3 separate regions of the Mus musculus genome follow, and regions 1 and 3 are each linked to region 2. Evidence: chromatin contacts called from public HiChIP or PLAC-seq and promoter capture Hi-C data. All regions are on one chromosome and are shown on one strand. Each heading gives the region's core, a stretch centred on a gene start, on an enhancer-like site or on the middle of the called end of the contact. The rest is flanking DNA. Distances are from core to core; before and after follow the strand shown. Region 1 overlaps Disc1 (disrupted in schizophrenia 1). Region 2 holds the start of Map10 (microtubule-associated protein 10). Region 3 holds the start of Slc35f3 (solute carrier family 35, member F3).

Region 1 (2,700 bases), core at 59-2,558, 440 kb before region 2:
AGTCTAATCCCCAGAAAGATGATGCTGATCTCATGTCGGGGTGAATAGAGTGTCCCACATATCTTTTTTTTTTCCAAGACAGGGTTTCTCCGTGTAGCCCCGGCTGTCCTGGAACTCACTCTGTAGACCAGGCTGGCCTTGAACTCAGAAATCTGCCTGCCTCTGCCTCCCAAGTGCTGGGACTAAAGATGTGCACCACCACGCCCGGCAATGTCCCACATATCTCGTCTTCTCAACGGTTCTTATACTACTGGCTTTTTGGCTTTAACTCACTGACCCCCCCCCCAAAAAAAATATTAAGCACAGTCAGGTGATCCCCTTGCTGTTATTGATTTGGCTGCATTTGGCTGCATTTGGGAGGCCTCCCCACTGGACCTCACAATCCAATGTGGGGAGCAGCCTGCTTCTCAGGGGAAGGTAGAGAGATTGGATGACTTAGGAATCATCTTTCTGGTGTGGCTTGATGGATTCTGGGGGCCTTCTGTCTGCTAACATTAGAGAAGGATACACTTCAGGACTATCTCTACAGCATGGCTTGAAAGCCCTGAGAAGGCCTTGATAAGATCATCTTTGTCTCTGGTTGGAGAAGAGCAGAACTTGGGGCAGAACAGAGTGTGGTCTGGCACCGTGCTTTCTGGCACTGCATGTGTGTCACTTAACCATGCACAGAGGCTGAGAGGCCACCACGGGCAGGACAATGGGACGTGGCTCACCTGAAGAGCTTGAGATCTCATAGCTGAGATACAGAAAAAGCCCAGCGTCCTCTGATGGGGCCGAAAGCTTGAGGAGAGCCTGTGCGCCCTCCAGATTAGGAACTGTGTGCTCAGTGCCAATGGGAAACACACAGAGAGGCAAATATTTGCTTGAAGAGTGTCTTTCTGACACGCCAAGGTACGATTCTCCCCTGAAAAGCCAATCACTAGCTAACCCCAGTTCCGCATTAGAATCAGAGGAAAATGAACCCCCACAGCAAGAGACCCCTCGTTTGGTACATCCAGCGGAGATAATGTGACCAGCATGCAAGGCACAGAATACTGATAAGGCTGTGACAAGTCACGCTTAGACTCGGTGTCACATTCAGATGGTAGCTGAGAGATGAAAAGCAAACAGAAATTAATCCCCCTCCAGGAATCTCATACACATTCACTTAGCGCTAGCCTGCCGCTCAGCGGTCTGTCTCCCATTCTCCCCATTAATAACTATAATCAAATGTCCATGATCAGTTTCCACCAACCGGGTAATTGCTCTGGCTCCCCCATTCTCTGGGATGGGCAATGTGTTCACAAGATGGGGCAGTTGTGTAACCGTTCTGTCCATGCGAACTCCGGAAGTCAGCCGTGCCCTGCAGCTGTGAGTGTCAGCCCACTTGCTCTCTGTGGAGTGAAGGAAGGAAGTAATTTTATTGTGCTATTTTTAGACTTCAATTTAGATTTCAGCTGTTATGATACTCTGTGTGCCTGGATGGATAGAGATGTCTGCACACAATTCCTCGGTACAGTTCTGAGTTGGCCCTGGGCTCCAGCAGGTCCCAGATTTCTTCTCAGCCTGTGACCGCAGCAGTGCCCTGTCACAGTGACTTCCCCTCAGCTGAGACCTGTCGGGTCATAGGGTGATGGTGCCATCATGTACCCATAGTGCCTGGCAAACGGATGCTTCCTTTTACCTGAGGAGGCTCAATCTGTCCTCTCCTATACATGCCTAATGGGCACCCCACAATTCTCTGTAAGTAGACTCAGTTCATGGCTGTCTTGCAGTTTGAGACAGTTTTCTAGAGGCGGTGGATGAAAGCTCTGACAAGAGGGTTTCCTTTCTCACAAGCCAGAAGGATGAGGGCACTGGGCTGCCTTTGCCTCTGCCGTGGAAGATAGCTCTGAACCTCAGGAGAATTCCTAGGTCTCCAGCATTAGGAGTGAAGCTAGCCTGAAACACTAAGGGGTTCTTGGGTGTGTGCCAGACGTACCCGCCTGAGCCTGTTGGGTGTCAGGCACGTGTGTGTTGGCACCTGTGCCAATTCAGATCTCTGTGCCTGAGAACCAACCCTGTAGATATTGGAACACAGTGGCCATTAACCCACAACTTATTCATTACCGGCACAGTTTGTAGCACAAGCACCAACTGTGACATCATACACCACCACCTTGTACTATACAGGTCAGAAAAGCGGGATCCTAACGGGATTTCCCATGTGGCCTTATAGAGGGATCTGTGCCCATGGCCTCTTCTGCTTCTTCCTCTCCCTCCTCACCTCTCCTCTTCTCCCTCATCCACCTCCCCTTTCTCTTGCTTCTTCTCCCATCAAATCGCAGACTTCTTAAATAACCTGCCATGACCTGGATATCTATGCCCTGTCTCAATTAAAGTATTGATTCTTACTCCCCATTGGGGTGTGGCCTTCAGAAGTTATAACATTAGCATCTTTGCTCCTCCCACCATACAAGGACACAGCTAGATGTCGTCATCTACGGGACAGTGTACCCTCAGATTTTCTGATGCCTTGATCATATATACATTCAAACTTTAATATATGCATACATATATATCCAAAAACATCTAGATATTTCTGTTTTGTCCTTCTGAGCTGCTTAGAAAGCTCTCTCCCCCTTAGACATTGTAGAGATAATTTGAAATTTGAGTTTGGTTTGTTTGGGCTTGAGCAGTCAAGAAGCCAGACTGAATGGCCCTTCCATATTTATTCTGAGA
Region 2 (2,700 bases), core at 27-2,526:
CTGAGGGAGCCAGGACTATATGACTGCATATGTGTTTTTCTACTCTATCCTTGTGACTGTGCTACCATCCTGACAGTGAGACAGTGACGTGTGTGTGTGTGTGTGTGTGTGTGTGTGTGTGTGTGTGTGTGTGAGAGAGAGAGAGAGAGAGAGAGAGAGAGAAGCACAAGGGTTGTGTCTGCCTCAGAATCACCCACAACATGAGACCAACACAACGTGTCTTTGTGAGCTCTGACTTAGATCAAATAAATAGGAAGGGAGACTCCTGATCTGCGTCTTATATGAGAGACCAGGGTTGGGAATCTTCGAGACACCCTGGAAGTTGTGGAGCTTCTGAACTTGGATCTGAGATGTAAAATCGTAAAATGGGCTGGTGCTAAATTCCTCTGTGCGTAGCTTGTGCACTACAGATCTCCAGTGGCAGACACTACTTTCACTCACCGCTCCTCCCAGACATATGTACCAATGCCATTTGCCTACTAACTGAACCAATCACTTCTTCCGCTCTCATGGCGGTGGTACTGGAGATTGTATGCAGTGAACAAGCACTCTTCCACTGAGCTGCACCTCCAGCCCTGACCCATCATTTTCAATACCTTAGGATAGTACATGATCCCTCTCCCCCGGCCCCTCATATTATATAGTAAAGACCCGAAGCTAGTGGGTTCCCATCCGTAGGGAATTCTGCATCAACTAACATAACAGAGTCTTTTTGAAGACACACCAGGGTGGTCAGATGTCAGGGTGGGAGGTGAGGGCTCTGGTGGGTGTTAGGGTGCACTGTCCCAATACACTGAGAGTTCCCCTACACCTGGGCGATGCAAGGTGGTCACGATGGAAGCTGAGGTCAAACCTCCTGAGGCTTCAAGAAGCCACAAGTCCGGTGAGGGCAGGATGGCCTACTAGTGGTCATTGTGTGAGAGGACAAAGAGAGGAAGGAGCCGGTGACAGAAGCTACAGCCTCTGACAGATGCACAGCAACCACAAAAAAGGTTGACTTGAGCAGTGGTCAGCAGGCTCTGAGGCCTAAATGGGCAGGGCGGCCCATTTACTTCCGGTACGTGATCCCTAAAGACGTAGGACCTGCGGTGATGAAATATAAAATAGAAATTATATTCATTTATATAAAATTTAGAGAGAGTGCTGCTTGAGCGCGTCTACTCCCTCAGCATCACGCAGCTGCTCCGACAAAACCCCATAGGCAAAAGAACTCCCAAGAGCACTCGGGGCCGGAAGTCAAGTCTCGCGAGGGCGCGGCCGGTCACGTGACCCTCGCTCCCGCTTCCGGTTGGCGGAGCGAGCTGGCGGCGTCGCCCGGGGCAACAGCAATGGCGACCACGGCGGCCGGGCGGCTCTTCTCGCTGGAGCTGCTCGTGGACTGGGTGCGGCTGGAGACCGGGCTGTCGCCGTGCGCCGCGAGCCCGGCTGTGGCGTTTCGCCTGCTGGACTTCCCGCCGCTGCTCGTCTTCCCGCCGGCCGCTCCTGGCCCGGAGCCCCAGCGCGGCGCCATCAGCTTCGGGCGCGGCAAGGCCTGCCTACTGCGCCTGCACCCTGCCGCCCTGCGGCGCCCGCGTCTGCGCGCAGCCCTGCTGCAACTGCCCGTGGGCCCGACTTCTGCGCCCGGCCTGGTGGGAGCTTGCGACATCCTGCTGGTCCCCTCCCTGGGCCAGCGAGGTGTATTCGCCCTGCGCGGGCCAGAGGCCGAGCGTGTTGGGGAGCTGGCGCTCTTCTATCGCCTGACCGAACTGGGACGCTTTTCCCCGGGGGTTCCGCAGCTGCGAGGCCCTCTGAGCCCTGCTTGTATCCTGGACTCCGAAGCCCTGGAGGTGTCAGAGCCAAGAACCGAGGAGACCTCGAAGCCATGCACCAAAGGCATCTCTGCCAGATGTCTACAGTGTGTCTCAAATGCACGCCTTCTGGAGGGCTCAGAGCCATGTGCCAAGGATACCAACAGCTGGTCTGCAGGGGACTCAGACGCCTCAGTTGTCCAGAAGTCCTGGGAAGAAGCGGTCTTACACAGTAAGGCTAGCTCTGGGGACATGGCTTCTGCCCCTTGTTCACCCGCTCCCAGTGGGAAAACTGTCAGTTCTGTCAGTCAGGATGTCACAGAACTGGACTTTGAAACCAACACATTTTGCCCTCCTCCACTGTATTACACTCACCTGACTCAGGAAAAGACTCCTTCAGCCAGGGTTGAAATCACTATTGAGCCTCAGAGAAATGAACCTGAGGATCTAGATGACATTTTTCCCGAAACAAAACTCGTAAGTCCTCCCTTAAGGCCAGTGAAACATACAAGAGCTGCAGTGCAGGAGAGCCCTCCTGTGCTTCCAAATCTTCCTCAGACTCAGGGTCCAGGAGAAGCGAACGAAGCTCCGTGTCCTCCTCAGATTGAACAAAGTCCAGTCAATGCTATAAGACAGCTGCCACTATTGAATGCTTTATTGATTGAGCTGTCCTTGCTGTGCAACCAGCCCGTGGCAAGCCCCACCCAGGTGCATCCCCATTTAGCCTGGTTGTACAGAGGTGAAGACAAGGGGCCAGACCCTTCCACCAAGTCCACATCCCCGTCGGAATCAAAGAGCAACAAGCTTTCTGTGCGAGAAAATGAAAAGTTGGTGAATCCCCAGTCTAAAAAGAACCCTAAAGGAAAACATCCAAAGATCGGTGGCAGCCCCCCACCAAAGGTTACAAAGGGGA
Region 3 (2,700 bases), core at 65-2,564, 470 kb after region 2:
CTGCCCATATCTGAAAACTCCCTCATAGACATGCCCAAAGGTTTGTTTCCATGGTAATTCTAACATCAAATCGACAGACAATCAAGATTGACATCACAGTTATTAATTCCGAAGTTTTTTTGTTTTTTGTTTTGGTCAGCTCTGAGACTTTCCAGATCTGCTTGGCTGTCATCTAGGAAGACAACTTCATTTTTTCTTTCACTTCTTCCTATGTAGCAGCCATCGTCTTCCCTTTCTTGTGTAATTTAATTGTCTAGGACTGCCGGTAAGATGTTGTAGAGGCACAGCAAAGGTAGGAAGCCCTAGGTTGTCTCCCAGCAGGAAAACTGGAGTTTCTTACCTGTTTGCAGCAGGTTTCAGCAAGTTCAGCAAGTTGAGGAAGTGAGTTCTATTCTATTCCCAGTTCTCGGAGGAACAATATATCTTTTCCTAAAGTAATACATAAAGTAGCGCAGGCGGTTTGATCTCTTGGGGGAAATGTATCTCACACTCAGAAAAATGTTGGAATAGAATCTAGCTATAATTCATAGTAACCTTTCGGGACGTGATAAGGCTATTTTTCTTCTCTTATATATCTGCGTATTTTCTGACTTTGCGCTCAGTGCAGAAGAGCAGTATGGAGGGTGATTTGGAGGTCTAGAATGGCTTAGGAACAAGACACAAAAACTGATCGGAAGCTAGGTAGGACGACAGTCTCTGTAGAGGGCACTGAAGCAGTTAGTGCCCTTTTCCTTGAGCTGTGTGAGCTGAGGACTGGGCTTGATCCAGCAAATCAATTGCCACCTATTCTAAATAAGCCACTTAGTGTGCACTGTGAAATGCCAGGTTAGTTTGCTGTTTGCTTTCGTAGTAGCAGCGCTCTTTGGGGTGGCGCGCGCGCGTTTGTGTTTGGGGTGGGTGTTGGGGGGAAAGACCGAGAGACTCACGTGTCGAAACCAGAACGCCAGGACCGTGACAGGTCCCGCGCCCTAAGGTTGCAGAGCTTGCGGAGCCTGGCACACTCCGGGCTGCGAGGATCTGAACGCGCGTCCCCGCCAGGTCCACGCGCGCCGAGGCCGCCACAGCCTCGCGTCCCGGTGGCTCCGGAGCGCACTACCGGGCGCGCTCTCCGGAGCCTGGGCGTCCGTGACCGCGAGTACTAGGGCGCCGGCGGTGGCAGGCAAGGGGCGCGGCGCTGTTCTGCCACCGGCTCCGGGCAGCGGGCGCGGGCGACCTACGGGCGTCCAGACCTTTGTGGCGGCTGCCGGGAGCTCCGGCCGCGGCTCCCCTCGGCTCCAGCCTGGGCGCCCCGGGCCACTCGCTGCCGCCGCCCATGGGGATCCGAGAGTTTCCCGGCGGCGCTTCCAGGACCAAGAGCATTGCTGTGTGAGTAGAGCTGCAGGCGCGGGAGGGCAGCAGGCAGGTAGCCCCCGGGCATCCGCGACCCTGCCTAACCCGCACTGCTGCTCTCCTGGTGGGAGGGAGGGACAGAGGGACGGTCGTGTGTGGCGGAGCTTGGGAAGTTTCAGCAGCATCTCCGGGCCACTCGCCCTAGCTCACGTTGCCAGAGGCGCCCAGAGTAGGGCGCGGGACCCGACGCCGAGGTTCCTGGGAGCAGGGCACATGGCAAGCAACGCGAGGGGAGTAGCCGTGGGTCCTCACCAGTCCTCACTGACATCTCCTCCTCTCTGCCCTTGACTCATCCCGCCTTCCCGCGGCCTCAGTGGCATGAGGAGGTCACCGGACGTCAGCCCGCGGAGACTGTCCGACATCAGTCCTCAGCTCCGGCAGCTCAAGTACTTGGTGGTGGATGAGGCGATCAAGGAGGATCTGAAATGGTCTCGCTCTGTGGAGGATCTCACCAGTGGACCGGTGGGACTCACATCCATCGAGGAGCGGATCCTGCGCATCACAGGCTACTATGGCTACCAGCCCTGGGCGACCAGCTACAAAAGTAAGACCCCCCCTCCCCCGTAATTCCCTTGCCCACTAGTGGTCTCCCTGCCAGAGACACAGCTACCAGGGAAGCGCACAGGGATGGTTCACTGAACCCTCTCTTCTACATGCAGATAGGCAACTTTGATGAAGAGGCCTGGAGGCGTTTCTCAAGTCCTGAAAGCAGAGGTGGAGGTGGGAGGGAGAGAGGGGGAGGGGGCTTTGTGTTACATTTTCTCTGACACCTCCCTGACCTGTGTCCACTTCTGAGTGATTCTGAGGGTAAGCCTGTTGTGTCTATCAGTGAGAGCTGCTTCAGAGAACTGGTCTGTGTGGGTTTCTCATTGGATCCTGGTGCAGTTAGCTCAGGAGAACTCAGCCCTTGGGCCTGGAATTTAATTAATCTCTCAGGAGAAGTGATAAAGATTCATTGGATCTAGCTCCGTCTCTTTGGTTTAGGATTGTATGGGTCCTAAGCGAGAGGATTTTGTTCAGATCTTTCTAGGTATTTGAGTTTCCGGAAGATGAGTTCTTGGGGCCAGGTTGGGGTACCTCAGACTTCACCCTGAGCCTCAGCTGATGACCTTGGCTGCAATGGTGAGGCATGAAGAAACTACCTGTGCAGGCAGGACTGACTTGCTGACATCTATTTTGTTTTCTTTGGAAGGTAGAGATTTGCCAATACAAACTCAAGATATTGTTTGAGATATTACCAGGGTCCCGAGTTATGCCTCTGTAGTTAGACACTGGGAAAAGATTGCAGCTCACTCCTTCGGTGGGTCTGAG

The links. Promoter capture Hi-C pulls out the DNA fragments that hold promoters and counts their contacts. HiChIP or PLAC-seq counts read pairs in DNA pulled down with a chosen protein or histone mark.
Region 1: a contact with region 2 is called in an H3K27ac HiChIP or PLAC-seq map of acute myeloid leukemia, with 3 times the contacts expected there. The contact joins the enhancer-like site here to the promoter of Map10 in region 2. A contact is called at or near these places in 2 of 39 promoter capture datasets (hippocampal neurons and pre-B cells), 2 of 115 datasets of contacts at active chromatin or transcription factors (VIP interneurons and acute myeloid leukemia) and 2 of 9 other capture datasets (embryonic stem cells and liver).
Region 3: a promoter capture Hi-C map of stem cell-derived epiblast-like cells shows a contact between it and region 2, with 2.6 times the contacts expected there. The contact joins the promoter of Slc35f3 here to the promoter of Map10 in region 2. A contact is called at or near these places in 2 of 39 promoter capture datasets (liver and stem cell-derived epiblast-like cells).

The regions. Positions count from the first base shown.
Region 1 is chr8:125,225,998-125,228,697 of GRCm38.p6, forward strand. All of the region lies in intron 10 of Disc1 (disrupted in schizophrenia 1), which reads left to right. Among named protein-coding and RNA genes, the nearest start is that of Gm30713, 160 kb to the right of the region's middle. Within about 2 kb of position 1,309, at least 74 of the 459 cell types and tissues checked have an H3K27ac peak or open chromatin away from gene starts, as enhancers often do. A contact at or near this core is called in VIP interneurons and acute myeloid leukemia, where this site is marked.
Region 2 is chr8:125,668,542-125,671,241 of GRCm38.p6, forward strand. It overlaps Map10 (microtubule-associated protein 10), which reads left to right and starts at 1,277. Exons shown (of 1, transcript NM_028908.3): 1 at 1,277-2,700. The coding sequence starts at 1,329.
Region 3 is chr8:126,137,811-126,140,510 of GRCm38.p6, forward strand. It overlaps Slc35f3 (solute carrier family 35, member F3), which reads left to right and starts at 1,315. Exons shown (of 8, transcript NM_001363500.1): 1 at 1,315-1,365; 2 at 1,704-1,933. The coding sequence starts at 1,708.